Regions from separate parts of the Sus scrofa genome. Here region 1 is linked to region 2. Evidence: chromatin contacts called from public HiChIP or PLAC-seq data. All regions are on one chromosome and are shown on one strand. The core of a region is the stretch at or near the end of the contact, and the rest is flanking DNA. Distances in the headings are between cores, read along the strand shown.

What was found. HiChIP or PLAC-seq counts read pairs in DNA pulled down with a chosen protein or histone mark.
Region 1: an H3K27ac HiChIP or PLAC-seq map of alveolar macrophages shows a contact between it and region 2. The contact joins two enhancer-like sites. A contact is called at or near these places in 2 of 2 datasets of contacts at active chromatin or transcription factors (alveolar macrophages and skeletal muscle).

Annotation. Positions count from the first base shown.
Region 1 is chr15:45,659,552-45,662,444 of Sscrofa11.1, reverse strand. All of the region lies in intron 3 of IRF2 (interferon regulatory factor 2), which reads left to right. Among named protein-coding and RNA genes, the nearest start is that of IRF2, 32 kb to the left of the region's middle. Within about 2 kb of position 1,579, at least 1 of the 83 cell types and tissues checked has an H3K27ac peak or open chromatin away from gene starts, as enhancers often do. A contact at or near this core is called in alveolar macrophages, where this site is marked.
Region 2 is chr15:45,524,139-45,527,018 of Sscrofa11.1, reverse strand. No RefSeq gene overlaps it. Among named protein-coding and RNA genes, the nearest start is that of ENPP6, 84 kb to the right of the region's middle. Within about 2 kb of position 1,253, at least 45 of the 83 cell types and tissues checked have an H3K27ac peak or open chromatin away from gene starts, as enhancers often do. A contact at or near this core is called in alveolar macrophages, where this site is marked.

The DNA.
Region 1 (2,893 bases), core at 330-2,829, 140 kb before region 2:
GGGGTCGAATTGCAGCTACAGCTGTTGGCCTTACGCCATAGTCACAGCAACTCGGGATCCAAGCCACATCTGTGACCTGTACCACAGTCCACAGCAATGCCGGATCCTTAACCCACTGAGCAAGGCCAGGGATCGCACCCATAACCTCATGGTTCCTAGTTGGATTCATTAACCACTGAGCCACGACAGGAACTCCTAGACTCCACCTCTTGATGGGAGATGGCAAGATCATGTTGTTAAAAGAGAGTGTGGGATGGGAGATACTGTTATGGCCATTTTTGGGTGATACAGTCTGCCACAGTCTGCCCTCTGCCACCCACTTCTACATGCAAGCTACTCTTATCCCTTCCCCAAGACCCCTGAATTTCAATGTTTTGTGGCATCAAGACAGGTTGGGAGGAGCAAAAACAGAGGAATTCTCTCATGACTCCTTCTGTCCTTTCCTTTGATCAGAGTTTCTCTTGGACTTTTTTCTGACTGTACAACTTGAGTAATTCTGAGTCCCAGATTGTCCTGCATCTATGCCAAGAGATGTGGAAGGAAAAAAATCCAAGACACTCACCATCTTATTGGATTTTCTTGGAGTTTTGACTTTCCTCCCCAATCTACCCACTATTATTTCTTTTCCGAGTCTTCATTAGTTGCCTTATGTATTCTGTCTAGGGTTTTTAGGTTGAATCAGTGGGAGACAGACCATGGAATCTGCTCACTCCATCTTGACCAGAACCAGATCTAGAAGCCATTTCTTAATTTTAGATTTGTCATCTGGGAATGAAAAACCATTTCAAACTCAGCAAGACCTTTCACCTTTATATTTAATTATTTATTCATTAGCTTATCTTTATACTCTCTTGTTTTATTGCAAGAGCTGGAAGAGGCCAGGTGGCACTGGCAACACTGTTCTTGGACATTTCCTTGGTGAGGTCACACAGTTCATCCGTATGGTTTCTATTTTCCAAGTTACCTCAAGTGTCAGTGTTGCTAAACTTCCCACCACTATATAAAAATGTCTACTTTTCCCCAGACTCCAACAATATTTTCCCTATGTTTATTTGAGCCTTCACTGACAGACGTTCAAGGTCAGTCCCAAAGTCAGTGCAAATGCTCTAGGTTTTTATTATATCAGTCTGCTTCCAAAATGTGTATCAGCATAGTTTGATCAGAGGAGCAAAACCACTTTGATGGAAACAAGGAATGTATTGGAGGGGGTTAGAAGATATGCGATTATGGGAGCCAGTTATGCAGTCCGTGTAGTCTGTCTGTACTAAGTCAAGACTTGGGCCTGAAATCAGCAGGATGGACCAGTTCATGAGGGGAAGATTGATGTGAGGTGGAGACGTGAAGCCAGCAGGCACAAACTTGAAGCTGTGTGGATGGATGTACTAGAACCCCTGCTTGCCGCCTTGGCCTCTCGTGCTTCCAGTCCTCCAACTTCGATGATGAAGCTGACCTAGAGAAGAGCTGGTGCACTTTGCTGTGGAGTTTCATCCAAACCTAATAAGCATTCAGAGAAGCTGAAGAAGCAGTTGAAGCTGGAGGCTGAGCTGCAGCCCTGCAATGTCAGGTCAGCCAGCAGAGGCACTATCTTGTGTGTGAGCTACCACAGTGCCAGGCCCTACATCAACCTTCTAACTTCCGATAAACACAGCCACCAGGTCACTTCCGTCTTCCAAATGTTGCCTAGGTTTTCTGGGATGCACAGTTCCAGCTTAGCTACACTGACATCACACAAAACCACCAGCCAGCATAATAAGGAGCACAGCCGGGCAATGCATAGAAAGCATTTGTCTATCTGTAATGGCAGAGTCTGGCCGTCTGAGGATGTGTGTGCAACAGGTGCACAGAACTCATGCAAAGGTAAGGGAAGTTAGTGTTTATAAATCAGTGATACTAGGTGACTAATAAAAATGGATCAACTCCAGAATAAATTTTTTTTTGGCTTTTTAGGGCTGTACCAGCAGCATATGGAGGTTCCCAGGCCAGGGGTCAAATCAGAACTATGGCCACTGGCCTACATCACATCACAGCAACGCCAGATGTGAGCCGCATCTGCAACCTACACCACAGATCACAGCAACGCCAGATCCTTAACTCACTGAGTGAGGCCAGGGATCAAACCTGCATTCTCATGGATGCTAGCCAGATTCCTTTCCGCTGAGCCACGATGGGAACTCCTAGGATAAATTTTAATAAAAGTATTAAAATGATTATTAATACTATCCCAGAATATGCCAAACTAATCACTAACATGCTAATAGGTTTTCTGCATGAGTTTAGCAGGGCAGCCACAACAAAGTACCACAGACTATGTGGCTGAAATCACAGAAATGTATTTTCTCACAGTGCTGAGGCTGGGAGTCTGAAATTAAGGGGCTAGCGAGGCCTCTCTCCTTGGCTTGCAGATGGCCACCTTCTTGCTGTGTATTCAGATGTTTATCTCTCTGTGTGTCCATGGGTTGCTGTCTATGTGCCCTAATCTCTTCTTATAAAGACATTAGTCACTGGGAGTTCCCTTGAAGGGAGTGGGTTAAGGATCCAGTGTTGTTACTGCAGTGGCCCAGGTTGCTGCTGTGCCACAGATTTGATCCCTGACTTCCACACGCTGTGGGCGTGGCCAAAAAAAAAGACACCGTGAGTCATTGGATTAGAGCCCACTCTGATTACTCTAACTTAATTGCCTCTTTAAAGGCCCTATCTCCAAACATAGTCACATTCTGAGGTCCTGTGGTTTTGGACTTCAACATCTGAATTTGGAGGGGAACACAATTTAGCCCATAACATTTTCTGTAATACAGTAAAGTTTTTTTTTTGTTTTTTGTCTTTTTGCCTTTTCTAGGGCCGTTCCCACGGCATATGGAGGTTCCCAGGCTAGGGGTCTAATCGGAGCTGTAGC
Region 2 (2,880 bases), core at 4-2,503:
CTGACGGTGCAGTGAGGCGATCTGCCTGTGTTTGCCTGTGTCAGTTGAACACTACCTGAGTAGGAGATACGTTTCATAAATACTATTTTGTATTTCATGTAAATAAATAATAATATTTTGCCACTGAGATTTGAAGGTTTAGGTGTGGTAGCGGCCAGCACCATCTTAACCAATACAAGATGCTTCATTGATTGACTCTCCCACCGTGTCAGCCCGGGTATGCCGGAGGCTTGGTTATGCAGTGACCAGGTAATTGAAGGTGTCTGGTAGGTGATAACATCAAAACCAATTACTTTAAACCAACATTCAGGGCATGTTTACACCTTTCTGGACCAGAAGAAGGAAGGCTGGTATTTAAAACTGAAGTCTGGATCCTTGAATGTTGAGTAGATTTATAATGTACAATAAATCCCAGCTAATGTGGAAGGAAGCATTCACTCGCTACAGATATAGATAGATAGATAGATAGATAGATAGATAGATAGATAGATAGATAGATAGATAGATAGATGATAGATAGATAGATATTGATTTTTAGGGCTGCACCTGTGGCATATGGAAGTTCTCAGACTAGGGATCGAATCAGAGCTGCAGCTGCTGGCCCACACCACAGCTACAGCAACACGGGATCTGAGCCGTATCTGCGACCTACACCATAGCTCACGGCAACACCAGATCCTTAACCCACTGAGTGAGGCCAGGGATCGAGCCCAAGTCCTCATGGACACTAGTCAGGTTCGATACTGCTGAGCTACAACGGGAACTCCAGCTCACTACCGATTTTTAAAAGTTCTTTCTTGGATTTCTTTATCTAAGTGAATGGTTTTAGAATTACCTGCTCAGTAATTCTTTCTTGATGAATTAATTTAATTGGGTAAGAATAGACAGGAACTTGATATGCACATCCTGGTTTGTGCAAAATTGTTCAGATGTCTTAGGGAAACCAACAAAGAGTCTAAATCATAATCGCTTGGGTTCCTAAGTGTCTTAACAACATCTATAGCTGCCTACTTAACTGTCCAGATAGTATTACAAAATCTACTGTGTTTTGTTTTGCATTTCAGCCCTTCCCCACACAAGAAGGATGCTGTGCAAGGACAGCTCACTTTCGCTTCGGTGACTTTGGTGTGTTAGGCTATCAGGCTGGCACAGAGACTTCTTGGTCTGGGATGTTTGCCAAGTTCCTCATATTTCAGCCACAGAAAGCAAAACTCTCCGGAAGCATACACTTCCCTTCTCTTCCTAGCAGTAATTACTTTAGCCAATCACCAGGAAGTCCCGTCTCTTGTCAGCGGGGCAGTGTGTGTGTGTGTGCCGTCTTCTCCATAGTGTGGCGTAAATAAGGTGCAACAGAAAGGGCTTTTCCCAAGACTGCCTGGAAATCCCTTATCTGTCTGATAAGCTTCCTTGGCTGCTTCTCTCCTGCAGGGACCGCTCCTGCCATGCAGGGTGGTGGTCTTTCCTGTGCTCCGAGGGCAGTTCGCCCTGGGGGCTATAGGGGAGGGGGAAGTTGTGCCCATTTTCAGGGGTCTTTAGGCACGGAGATTCTGCTCAATTTTCTCTTCTAGAAAAGTGATTTACTCCTCTCAGATACTTTTTCTTCTGATAACATATGGCTATCATGATGACTCTGATTCAGGAATACTCTTAGAGAGTAATAAAGTCAGTGAAAATACGTATACTGCTCATACCCGTATGGTGCCCTGGTTGGGATCAGGAAATACACAGCACTATTGCTGCATAAGAAATTATCCCCCACTTTAGGAGTTTAAATCAACCATCTATTATGCTCATGGATTCTGTGAGTTTGGAATTTAGACAGCAGGCATGGCTGGCCTCTGTTCCCTGATACTGAGGAGTCTAGACAGCTGGGGGTGTCAGCAGTTGAGGATAAAATCATCTGAAGACTCCTTCACTCTCATGTCTAGTGCCTGCCCTGGGAGCCTTTGAAGATGAGCCCTGTGGACCAGAGAACCTACCCAGGGCCTCTCCAAGTGCTGGAGCTTCCTCACAGCATGGTGGCTCCAGGGTAGGTGGACTTCTAGTGTAGAAGCTCAGGACGCCCAGGGCACGTGACTCAGCAAGCCCCATGGCCTTTTATGACCTAAGAGTCATAGAGCATCATGGCCACTGTCTTCTCCTGGTAACAACAGAGTCTTACTCTACTCAGATTCAAGGGAATGGGAATTTGACACTACATCTGGACTGTTAGTGGGAAGGTTCTGGAAGGACCTGGATGGGAGATGCTGTTATTTTTCCATCTTTGGCCAATACAATCAGCCACACGGGGAGTTCCCATTGTGGCTCAGTGGTGATGAACCTGACAAGTATCCATGAAGACTGGGGTTTGATCCCTGCCCTTACTCAATGGGTTAAGGATCCCGCGTTGACGTGAGCTTCGGTGTAGGTCACAGGCTAGGCTCAGATCTGATGTTGCTGTGGCTGTGGTGTAGGCCAGCAGCAGCAGCTCTGATTTGACCCCTAGCCTGGGAACTTCCACATGCCTTGGGTTTGGCCCTAAAAAGACAAAAAAAATTTTAAAATAAAATAGGGATTTCCCCTCATGGCACAGTGGTTAACGAATCTGACTAGGAACCAAAAGTTTGCGGGTTCAATCCCTGGCCTTGTTCAGTGGGTTATGGATCCAGCGTTGCCGTGAGCTGTGGTGTAGGTGCTCGGATCCCGAGTTTCTGTGGCTCTGGTGTAGGCCGGCGGCTACAGCTCTGATTAGACCGCTAGCCTGGGAACCTCCATATGCTGCGGGTGCAGCCCTTTATTTTTTTTAGGTCAATAAATAAATAAATAAAAGTTCCGAAACTTAAAAAAAACAATCAGCCACACCAGATTCTGCTTTTAGATGTTGTAAGGGGATTTGTATTG